Linked DNA regions of Mus musculus: all the other regions are linked to region 2. Evidence: chromatin contacts called from public Hi-C and HiChIP or PLAC-seq data. All regions are on one chromosome and are shown on one strand. Each heading gives the region's core, a stretch centred on a gene start, on an enhancer-like site or on the middle of the called end of the contact. The rest is flanking DNA. Distances are from core to core; before and after follow the strand shown.

The links. A called contact is a pair of places that touch in the nucleus more often than the background predicts. HiChIP or PLAC-seq counts read pairs in DNA pulled down with a chosen protein or histone mark.
Region 1: a Hi-C map of bone marrow-derived macrophages shows a contact between it and region 2, with 17 read pairs. The contact joins two enhancer-like sites. A contact is called at or near these places in 7 of 39 promoter capture datasets (cranial neural crest, frontonasal cranial neural crest, liver and 4 more), 2 of 484 Hi-C or Micro-C datasets (bone marrow-derived macrophages and embryonic stem cells), 8 of 115 datasets of contacts at active chromatin or transcription factors (SST interneurons, VIP interneurons, bone marrow-derived macrophages and 5 more) and 1 of 9 other capture datasets (embryonic stem cells).
Region 3: an H3K27ac HiChIP or PLAC-seq map of microglia shows a contact between it and region 2, with 4 times the contacts expected there. The contact joins two enhancer-like sites. A contact is called at or near these places in 2 of 115 datasets of contacts at active chromatin or transcription factors (embryonic stem cells and microglia).

The regions. Positions count from the first base shown.
Region 1 is chr2:166,125,930-166,129,933 of GRCm38.p6, reverse strand. The region is part of intron 2 of Sulf2 (sulfatase 2); the gene reads left to right. Among named protein-coding and RNA genes, the nearest start is that of Gm52534, 7.7 kb to the right of the region's middle. Within about 2 kb of position 2,638, at least 15 of the 459 cell types and tissues checked have an H3K27ac peak or open chromatin away from gene starts, as enhancers often do. A contact at or near this core is called in bone marrow-derived macrophages, where this site is marked.
Region 2 is chr2:166,769,604-166,773,183 of GRCm38.p6, reverse strand. No RefSeq gene overlaps it. Among named protein-coding and RNA genes, the nearest start is that of Gm31117, 5.3 kb to the right of the region's middle. Within about 2 kb of position 1,538, at least 81 of the 459 cell types and tissues checked have an H3K27ac peak or open chromatin away from gene starts, as enhancers often do. A contact at or near this core is called in bone marrow-derived macrophages and microglia, where this site is marked.
Region 3 is chr2:165,831,929-165,835,509 of GRCm38.p6, reverse strand. It overlaps Zmynd8 (zinc finger, MYND-type containing 8), which reads left to right. Exons shown (of 23, transcript NM_001363020.1): 9 at 543-620; 10 at 2,086-2,201. Among named protein-coding and RNA genes, the nearest start is that of Gm11465, 48 kb to the left of the region's middle. Within about 2 kb of position 1,454, at least 31 of the 459 cell types and tissues checked have an H3K27ac peak or open chromatin away from gene starts, as enhancers often do. A contact at or near this core is called in microglia, where this site is marked.

The DNA.
Region 1 (4,004 bases), core at 1,389-3,888, 640 kb after region 2:
GAGAATGAACCATGGCTGACTGTAAGTAGATACATTCATCCCTCTCTCCATCTTACCAATGGAGAAAGTGAGGCACAGAGGTGTTAAACTACATGTCCAGGTTGAAACAGGATTTGAACCTAGAACCATGACCTTCGTCACTGCTGTGCTCAGCCCATTTCTGGGATGGATGATGGCCTATCTAGAGAGTGTCCATGTTGATGCTTCACTGTCGCAAGTACTGTCATCAGCAGAATCTGCATATGTGCGTCATTGCTCACGAGAGTGAGTATTCTGAAATGTAAATTTCAGGGAGCCAGTCATTCGAGACAAGGACTTGCATATTCTGTGCTGTGACAGCTCCTGCCCACATCCCTGGGTGACAGAGATTGGTGCCCACCAACCGTTACCTCCTCGAGTGTCTTGTTGTGTCCTAAGCAAACAAAACTGAGCCTCTGTGAGGAGGGTGGGACGGGAAGTAGGTAGTTGGGGGCCTGACTGGCTTTTTATAAACCAGACAGACCCAGATCAATAATGCATGCGCCCAAAAAGCCCGGCACATTATCTCACAGTTGGCCACCACTGGCAAACCGAGGGTGGTCCTGAAAAATTCATCGGCTGCTATTTTCTGCTTGTCTGTGAGGCAGCTCCAGAGGGCCTCTGGCTGGAGGCCTCTCAACAGAGCTAATCTTGGGTTTCCTTCCAGTCCCAGGTGGGGACAGCTGTCCACACTCATCAGGACCCAGTGAGAAGGGCTCAATCTATCTCATGGTTGTTGGTTGTGGTCGTCTTGCCTTTTCGTTGCACCTGCAGTTCCCTGGTTGTCATTTGGAATCGTTGGGTGCTGGGTTCCCAGAGCACTAGTGACTGAGCACCTGGGTTGTCTGTCCACTTGCAGAGAGTGAGGACATCTCTAAAAATACACAGGAACACTAGCAGAACAGCAGCATGGGCTTATGTGTGACACCACAGTCCTGTCACAACGCTGCGCTGTGCCCAGGGAAGCCAAGGAAATGCTGGGTTCTGCCAGCACTGACCAAGTTAAGTGGATGCAGGCCAACTTCAGGGCATCTCCAGAGCTCAGCTGGCTTCTGAGAGAGCCCAGGGAGAGTCACACATAGCCTGGAGCAGATCTATTAGATAGGATTGTTCCATCATAAGTGTTAAAGGTCAGCTATGTGGCACTGTCAGATGGGCCATTAAGGTGGTGTGGGGACAGGTATCTCATCAGCTATGACAGCTCATGAATGAACCCAGGCATGGTTGTATATGTCTGTCACCCCAGCACTCAGGAGGTAGAGGCAAGAGGATCACAAGTTCCAGGCCAACCTGGAAGATAATGAGACTGTCTCAAAAAGAAAACAAAATCAGACAAGCATAGGTCTCGCCTCTCCTGGTTACAAGTGACTTCTTGTAACTCAGCCCAAGCAATGCTGGATGAACTGGAACCAGCAACTTACTGGGGATTGAAATGAGAAGTTCAAGCGTACTTGGAGTTTCAGGTGCGTTTAGATCCTTCTGCTCACCGGGGACCAAGCCCGAGTCCGCATCCGACCAAGAGGCACCATCCCAGCTTCCGTGTGTCTCGCCGTCCCCGGGTCTGTCTCTCTGTCTCTCCATCCTCGCTTCAGGCCGGGGCCCAGCCCGAGAGACATTGGCCCGGCCCGTGCATCCTCCCTGCCTACCCCGCTGTCTCTGTCTCCCTCCCTCTGTCCCAAGGCCTCCTCCAGATGTCACCGGTCTCTGTGTGACCTCATCTCTACCTTCTTCCAAGCTGGCTCTGCCTTCAGACAGCTTGCTAAGCACTTCTGTATAAAGGCCAGTGCAGCCAGCAGGGCCATTAGACAGCCCAGAAATCTCTAGCCTGGGATTGAGGTGAGCTGGGCAGGTTTCCCTCAAGGGAAACTGGACATTGGCTCTGGAGGACACAAGCAGCCGGGACTGTTAAGTTAGGGGGTGTTCAGCGTTTCCCCACACATCTGCTGCAGGATGATGAACCATGCGACCCTCACTTGCTCCGTCATCCTCATTCACTGAGCACTTGTTCTTAGAGAAGGGTAACTAGCAACAAAGTAACAAACTAGACAGAATCTTGACTGATGTGCAAAGAGCAACAAAGTAACAGAATCTTTACTGCAGCGCTGGGCGTCTAGCACAGCTGTGTGTCAATAACCAAGACAAAACACACAAACTAAAAGCTGGGCAGTGGCGGTCCACACCTGTAATCCCAGCACTTGCAGACGGAGGCAGGAAGATCTCTGCGTTCCGAGATAGCCTGGGCTACAGAGTCACTTCTAGGACCGCCTGAGCTACACAGAGAAACCCTGTCTCGGAAAATCAAAACAAGAAGAAGGAGGAGGAGGAGAGGAAAAAAAAAACTGCATATGACAGGGAAGGTGGTGAGAAAGGATCAGAAGTCAAGCAAAGAGGGAAGGGAGTTGTGGGGGTGGGGAGGTCGTGTGAAACTTTATCCATAATGATCTCATTGATAAAGGGGACACAGGATCAAGAAAGGCCAGGGAACTTATTAACAGGAATTCTAGGAAGCACATTCAAGCAGCAGTAATAGTTGGTGCAAAGGGCCAGAGGCATGCAGGCTGACAGAGTGGCAGCACTGTGACCCAGGGCACAGAAAATGGGAAGTCTGAGGCGTGCTGATGGTGATGTTCATCATGTGAGGGCTTGAGGCTGAACCAGGGAGAGGACTTGACTTTCTGGGGAGGGTGGATGTCAGGCATACATGGGTCAGAGAAGGGAAACAGTCTGACTTCCATTTCACTAGGTGGAGAAGAGGCTGACTGTACAGTGAGGCAGGTGCGGAGTCTACAGCTGTCCAGGCACAAGAGGAGCCCAGCCAGTGCTCTATTGCAGTGGTGCAGGCTCAGAGGCAAAGCTGGAAAGATGGGCAGATAGGTCACAAGTAAGACCTGTGGAGAACATCTCCAGGGACTGCAAAGCTGTGGGGGAAAGGTGATGGGGTTGCTCAGTGCCCCCAAGGGAGGAGCCACTCCACAGACAGCCATGGTGGAGTCTGAAGCTGAGGGTGAGCCTTGATTTCTGAGGTTCAGGCATGTAGTGGGGACAGTGGGACAAGGTACAGCTCCTAGGCTTTGTGCACCTTACTGGGTACACTTACTGGACACTGAGGCCTTCAGGACCCCAGCTCTGACGTCCACATCCTGCGCAAAGCAGACCCGGGAAAGGAGAACCCGGCAGCCCCATTTTCCACGTTCCATCTGGCAGATGAGGAGACTACACTCCCCTGCTGACCGGTAACCAAGGGATGGGTTGGAAACCCTCGGCTCTCACGGGGGCCAGATGGCAGGCAGCTAGGGAGATGCACCCAGATTCCAGGCAGCAGTTCAGGGCAGCTTCATCCACCGACATCCATTCTGAACATTCCAGCTGCCACTCACCAGCGAAATGAAGGCGTGTGGATGCAGGTTATCTCAGGAGTGGCCCATCCTGGGTTCAAACTGCCAAGTGCATTCCTGCGAGGGTTTTCTAGTTTTATTCGTCGACAAGGGTGTTGAGGGGCAGGTTCGTCTGAATTCTAGAAAGTGTGTCAGAATTAGGCTTGGCTGCTTGGGAAAATGAAACCTAGCATTGCTTCTTCGACACATAAAAATGTCTGGGGCCGGTGGTCCAGAATTGGAGTGGTAGTGTCAAGATGTCTCTAGCTTTCTACTCTGTCATCCCTTCTGTGTCACATCTGTCCTCGAGGCCACCTTGTGCTTCAGAACTGCCACGTACTTGGCAACAGGAAGCAAAGGTCAAAGGGCAAAAAAGGGATAAAACAGTAAATGAAGAGCAGCCCCTGAGGACCACGCCCCAGCAGTCACGTGGGATGTGGGCATTCTTACATAGTCACGTGATCTTGGGTTTGGCCAAGTCACAGAGGGTTTAGCGTCTTTGCTAGGGGTGAACGGGCTTGAAGAAAGCATACAGGGAGGCTGCTGTGCCCTCAGGTTAGTTACTGGAACCCGGATGCAGAGCCACCCGACACTGTCATACCCTCTGCCCAC
Region 2 (3,580 bases), core at 289-2,788:
AGTGCAGGACCTGGCATCCATGAGAAAGATGCTTACCTTCTCCTGGAGGGCAGGGAAGCTTGAGAGATTTCTAGCTCAGCTCCAGAGCAATGGGAACAGCATGCTGCCTTCATAGACTGTAGGAAGGGAACAAAATCTTACCTGGCAGGCCTGTTCTGCTCAGGTCCTCAGGGGTGGCTGTGCTTGCTTCCCTCCCAGGGGATGTGAGGGTGGCAGTTCCAGGATGGCTACCCAGTCTGTGCAGAACAGAGTTGGTAGTAGAATCGGAGCTAAGCGTCTCAAAGTCATTCCTCCCCCAGCCTGGGGCACGGTGCCACCCAGAGTGAGTCTCAAAGAGTTCACGCAGAGGGACCCTGGAGCTGTTGGTCAGCCAGCTTTAATGGTAAACTGTTTATGGCAGCACAGTGGCCTTCATTACAATTGGCCTTTCCCCTCTCTGGTCCAAATTCCTAGTGCAGATTTACCATAAAAAAAACCCACAAAAGCATTCTGGCTGTTTGTACTTTATGACTTGCTATACTGTAGCTTATCCATCAGTTCGTTCCTTGGGAGTGTCTAGAGTGTCTTTGGTTTATGGCCATCACAAAGTCACTAAAAGCAGGGCACAAGTCGGTATGTTTCCCTGGATGACAGGAGGTGAAATAACCCAAAAGAGGGCCAGGTATTTGAATACAGTCTTGGCTACATTGCAAGTCAGAGATCAACCTGAGATACACGAGACACTGCTTGTTTGCTTGTTTGGTGGGTTTTGTTTTTGTATTTGTTTTTGTTTTGAGACAGGGTCTGACTACATAGCCTTGGCAGGCTTAGAACTCCATATGTAGACCAGATCTTTTAGAGATCTGCCTGCCTCTGCCTCCCGAATGCTGGGACTAAAAATGTGTGCTACCACGCTTGGCTGAGATACTGTCTTTAAAAAGAGGCAGGGCTGAGCCGGGCGTGGTGGCGCACGCCTTTGATCCCAGCACTCAGGAAGCAGAGGCAGGCGGATTTCTGAGGTCGAGGCCAGCCTGGTCTACAAAGTGAATTCCAGGATAGCCAGAGCTATACAGAGAAACCCTGTCTTGAAAAATCAAAAAAAAAAAAAAAAAAAAAAAAAAAAGAGGCAGGGCTGGAGAGGTGTCTCAGTAGCTAAGAGCACTGGCTGCTCTTCCAGAAGACCTGGGTTCAGTCCCCAACAAATGGTGGCTTGAAAATGTAACTTCAGTCCCAAGAGATCAGACACCTTCTTCCTACCTTCACAAGTATCAGATACACAAAGATATATATGTGCAGGCAAAACACCCATATGAAAAAAGTAGACCCCCAAAGTTTTTTTTTTTTTAAAGGAGGCAAGGAAGGGAAGGTGAGGTGGGGGAGGGAATATTACAACTGAATGGAAGTATAATTTTAATTTCATAAAACTGAAAATTTCCCTCCAAACGATGGTGTCAGCTTGCTGGAGCCTATGATTTTGTTTCCTGCTTGTCACTGGCGCGTGCTAACAGAAACTTCCGCAGTTTGGATTTCGCAACCTTCGAGGCTGAGGCATCTCGTGTGCTCTCAGCCATCTGCTTGTCCTCTCTGGGAGCTGCCTGGCTCTCTCTTCACATCCTGCCCTATCCTCCGGCACTTTGGGTTTTTGTAACCCGAACCCGAAGCTATGGCTTCCAACCCAGTGGCAGAACGCTGGCCCAGAATGCACCAGGCTCTTTATTCAATCCCACCTCCATCTCCCTTCAAAAAAGTCTGCAGTTAGTTCCTTATATGTTTGGGGCACTAATCCTCTGTCTGTATAAGATGCTGAATATTTCTCCAGTCCTGTCACTTTGTGATGTAGTTTTCTGGGTTTCTGATTGCTGTATGGGACGTCTTTATAAAACTTTTTGAGGAAGCAGCTATGGATAGAGCCTGGTGCTCTGCCACTGAGCCACTTCCCCAGCCCTATTTATAAAGCCCCCACCACCACCACCCCTGCTTTTAAGACAATATTTGATATGGCCTAGCCTGGGCTCGATATCACTAAGTAGCTAAGGTTGGCCCTGATCCCCATCCTCTTTCTTTCTTTCTTTCTTTCTTTCTTTCTTTCTTTCTTTCTTTCTTTCTTTCTTTCAAAGATTTATTATTATACATAAGTACACTGTAGCTGTCTTCAGATGCACCAGAAGAGGGCGTCAGATCTCATTCCGAGTGAGTCACCATGTGGTTGCTAGGATTTGAACTCAGTACCTTCAGAAGAGCAGTCAGTGCTCTTAACTACCGAGCCATCTCTCCAGCCCTTCCTCCCGCTTTCTATCACCACTTGTTGGGATACCGCAGATGCGTGCCACTGTACCTGGTTTTATGAGGTGTGTGGACTGAACTAAAGCTTTCTTTATGCATGCTAGGCAAAGCAGTCTATCCACTGAGCTACGCCCCGGCCCGGCCCTATTAAGATGATTCCTAACGACAGTCATCAGCACAGAGTTAGCATCAGACTGCAGCAACAGTGAGACTGTGTGCTGAGCTTTCTGCGTGCAAAGGCCTGGTTGAGGAATTGGTACAAACTGTGAGGACCTGTCAACAACTCCAGGATAGATGATCTTTGTGAAGCCGTGCATACCGTGGGGATTGAAATGGGTGCAATGATACACCGAGGAAAACACTAATAACATTTTAAATCAAGACTGTAGAATGTTTTCCACATGGTGTCCTGCCTCTCAGAAGAACTCAAAGATGGGATAATGGAGACATAAAAGGGCTAACATTCCAAAGGTCATACAGGCGATCAGTAATGGAGCTGGGACCTGAACTCAGGACATGTGCTCTAGAGCCTATGCTGTCTGTCATGTGACTTTGGATAAGTCACCTGCTTTCTCTCTGTTTTTCTAGCTCCTATTTCTTCTTTGATGTACTTCAGGAATGGTGGTTCCTGCTATATCTGTCACCAATGCTTCCGTTTTTGTTTGTTTGTTTGTTGTTTGTTTGTTTGTTTGTTTGTTTTTGAAAAGTCTGATAAGGTCCAATCTGGCATTTAACTCACGGTGTAGACAATGGTGACACTGACCCTCTTGGTTGTCCTGTTCCCATCTCCGAGAGCTGATTACAGGTGAGTGTTGCCACATCTGGCTTTCAGCCACATCTCATTTCTTGTCTACTCAGAGGTACCTGGCATCCATGTTTGGCCTCACAGTGGGATGCTCCATACCTAATGGATTTTGTAAACTGAAGGGTGCTGTGCACAGGGAGGAAGAACAATGCAATAATCAGCTGCATGGGTCTTGGGTTACAACCTGGCCCTGACATTCATTAGCTGAAAAACTTTTGGGTTGCTCGTTTAGCCTGTCTGGGCCTCAGTTCCCTCGCCTATAAAATGACCTGAAAATAGCTCTTCCATGGTCTTCTGAAAAGTTCTGTGTTTAAAAGATGTGGCTCTCATCTCTAGCCTTTACCTGTCTAAATGTGCACAAACCATTGTGTGGTCCAGCAAAGCCTGGGGCACAGTCAATGGGTCAGCACATGGGTCTGGCTCACAATCCTAGCCTGAAGTCTGTTTGTCCCTTTGAGGATTGTCTCATCTGGGCCTAGCTTCCTGGAAAGTTTCATGGCAAGGCCTGAGGAG
Region 3 (3,581 bases), core at 205-2,704, 940 kb after region 2:
TAAAGGTGGGCAGGACAGCCATGGTGTGGCTGATGTCCTGGTTGTTATTAGTCAGTCAGCAAACTGAGTGTGTACTGTTGTGAACCTATGGTCTCAGCACTTGGGAGGCGGAGGCAGGAGACTCTCTTGGTCACTTTGAGGCCAGCCTGAGCTACCTGGCAAGATTCTGCCGCTCTCTGCCTGCCCTGTAATACAAAAGAAGAACTAGCCGGGCGTGGTGGTGCACGCCTTTAATCCCAGCACTCGGGAGGCAGAGGCAGGTGGATTTCTGAGTTCGAGGCCAGCCTGGTCTACAAAGTGAGTTCTAGGACAGCCAGAGCTATACAGAGAAACCCTGTCTTGAAAAACCAAAAACCAAAAAAACAGAAGAAGAACTAAAAGAAGAAAATCTGATCTTGAAATGAAAGTCCAAGCACGGAAAGGGGTCGGGGATTTAGTAGGGCTTCCAGATGGGGGACCCCCGGGAGCCCCACACTCTTAGTAGGGCTTCCAGATGGGAGGCCCCGGGGACCCCACACTCTAATGTATCTTTCTCTTTACAGATGAATGAAATCGAAGTCTGTCCAGAATGTTATCTTGCAGCTTGCCAAAAACGAGACAACTGGTTCTGTGAGCCCTGTGTAAGTTGGATCCCGTTCTTTGGTTTCACTTTTGGAAACTCTGGTGCCTTTGGTGGCTACACCGAGATGACCCTCTCCGGGGACTTACGAGACGAGACTGGGAAGCTCTAATGGAAGTTGTTCTGAAAAAGTCAGGGCGGAGGGGAACTGAGCAGGCTTTGGCGGCCTCTTGGGCGGAACCGTTTTGTTCCAGAATTAAGTGTCCTGGTAACTGGGTTGACTGTCGAGGGGGACTGTGACAATTGGGGTGCAGACCATAGGATGTGTCAGAACCGCAGCTGCAGCTTGCTGTGTCATTTGAAATAAAGTCTGGTTAGTTCCTGTTTTAAGACCCTAGATACACATCCCTGGGGGACTGTCTGTCTCTCCAGAGAGATCGTTGGTTTATGGAAGTGCAAAGCTATGTGGTAAACTCTTCTTCGACAGTGTTGGGCGTTGACCAAATCCAGTACGTTTTAAGCAATGGTTTCCAGCCTTCCCAATGCTGTGAGCCTTTGGTACAGTTCCTTTAGCCGTAAAAACGTTTTGCTGCTATCTCCTAACTGTAATTTTGCTGCCGTTATGGATCATAGAGTAAAATTATATTTTCCATTGACCTTAGGGGAGCCGAGACCCACAGGTTGAGAACCACTGGTCTCCAGAGTTGGGCATGGTGAGGTGGAGAGAGCGGTGGCGTGGAGGGTTCGAACAGGCAAGACCGGCTAAGTAAAGGATGGCTCAGGCCTCTCCTTGCCTCTGGAGATAAACACCAGTGGAGCTAAAGCTTGGGGGAGCCCCAGCACACAGTATGGCTCCTGCAGCTTCTTACTTTTGTGTAACTCCACATTTTGTACAAACTTAGCACAGAGTAGGTGGTGACTGTTTCTGCGGTGCCTAAGGAGGTGGACTTTTTGGGTCAGCCAGGACCCAAGCCTTATTCACTCTTTTAGCTTTCAGCTTCGCGCAGGCGCTGTTCAGGCTACACGCCTGCCGGGGGTCCCCTTGCTTGCCTGGCTCATGTCCTATTTTGCTTTCTAATTACTGTGATAAACACCCAGGCCTGCAGCAGCTTGGGGAGGCATGGGTAAATTTCATCTTCTAGCTTATATAGTCCTTTATCCAGGGAACTTAAGACAGGACCTGGAGGAGATCGGCTCACTCCGCCTTGCTTCTCAGGGCCTGCATAGCTTGCTTTGTAAATACACCCAGGACCACCTGCCCAGCAGCGGCTTGGACCCGCCCACAACAGATGTCAATCAAGGAAACGCCCTCCAGCTCTGTCTACAGGCCTGTCCGACGGAGGCTGTTTCTTACTTGAGGTTCCCTCTTCCCAGATGACTCTGCTTGTGCCAGGTTGACGGAAGCCTAATTAATCAGCACAGGGCTGTGCCCTCCCTGCCTCCCTGCGTTCAGGTTACCTTTCAGACTTGAATGTGTGTCTTGCTGCCAAATATAACGCCAACCCTGCCTTTTGTTGTTCTTCTAGAGCAATCCGCACCCTTTGGTCTGGGCAAAACTGAAAGGATTTCCATTCTGGCCAGCGAAAGCTCTGAGGGACAAAGACGGGCAGGTTGACGCCCGTTTCTTTGGACAACATGACAGGTGGGAGCTTAAAACAGGCTGTGCGTGGAACTTTGGAGAATGCCATCACAGAGTGAAGGTGGCGGAGGGGTACTGTGTTGTTCTTAAAAGCGAACTCTACCTTTATTTATTTATTTATTATATGTAAGTACGCTGTAGCTGTCTTCAGCCACTCCAGAAGAGAGCATCAGGTTTCATTACGGGTGGTGGTGAGCCACCATGTGGTCGCTGGGATTTGAACTCAGGACCTTTGGAAGAGCAGTCAGCGCTCTTAACCACTGAGCCATCTCACCAGCCCGAACTCTACCTTTTATCACTAGTGACTACGGCTATTGTTTTTATATATTGTCTTAGCAGCCTGTGACCTTGTTATTGCAAAATGTTTTCTGGTTGTCTGCCAAGCTTGGTGAGGGGGGGCTTCGTCCAGGTGTTTTGGAGGGTTAGCTTCAGGCGTGTTGGGAAAGAACCTCGCCTCCCTGGTTCTCTTGGTTGGATCTGGCTTCAGAAGGAGTTCCGTGGCTCTGTGGCCTGCTGTTTGATGTAGACTTATTTATCCCTTCTGTCTTCCTGGAGTAAATGAACACCTCTGTGCAAACCGCTTTTAAAAGTAATGCTTTCAGGACCCTGAGGTCGTTTCCCAGTTTGCCACTAAACGAAGCTCCTAGCATAAGATGGAGTACCTCCCCTCCTCATCCGCCTTCCTGTGTATCTAAACTGGGAAGTGACAGAGGGGATGATGTTTTGACAGACTCAAACCCTCCCTCCCAGCCTCCCCAGCCTCCCCTTTCCTTCCTGCACAGGCTGAGTGGAGTTATGGAGTCGCTCCAGTAGCTCCCTTTGCTTGGCGCCCCGTCTGCCTGTGAACACCAGGTAGTCAGAGACACCACTTACCATGCAAATTCCCTCGGGATTAAATGAAGCAAAGGTTCCTTGGGAGTATGGCCCCACCCCCGCATCTTGAGAAGATGTAGGAATGCAGTAGGGGTTAAACTCATGTGCCGCACAGAAAATAGATTTTTTTTTTGTGATAATCGGCATCTGAATTAGCATGCTCACTCTGTCACGTGCTTGGCTGATGAATCAAAGCAAAAAAGAAATGAAAAATCTCAATATTAGAGAGATTGAGTTTCTTACAGAAATTCCAGTGGTTCCCCCTGTCAGGAGAATAGGTGAGTTCTTGAGGTAATACTGGCTTTGGCGGGGTGCAGCACAGTTTAATTTTCCCACCACCACTCCCCCGTCTGTGGGGGGAGGGGCTCATGTAGCTTCAACTGGTCTCAACTTGTTTTATGTTGGACTCCTGATCTTCTTTGCCCACATCCTGAGTGCAGAAATTCCAGGCGTACACCTAGACACCTGGTAGTGTGTTGTTGGGGATGGATCCCAGGCTTCCTGTAGGCT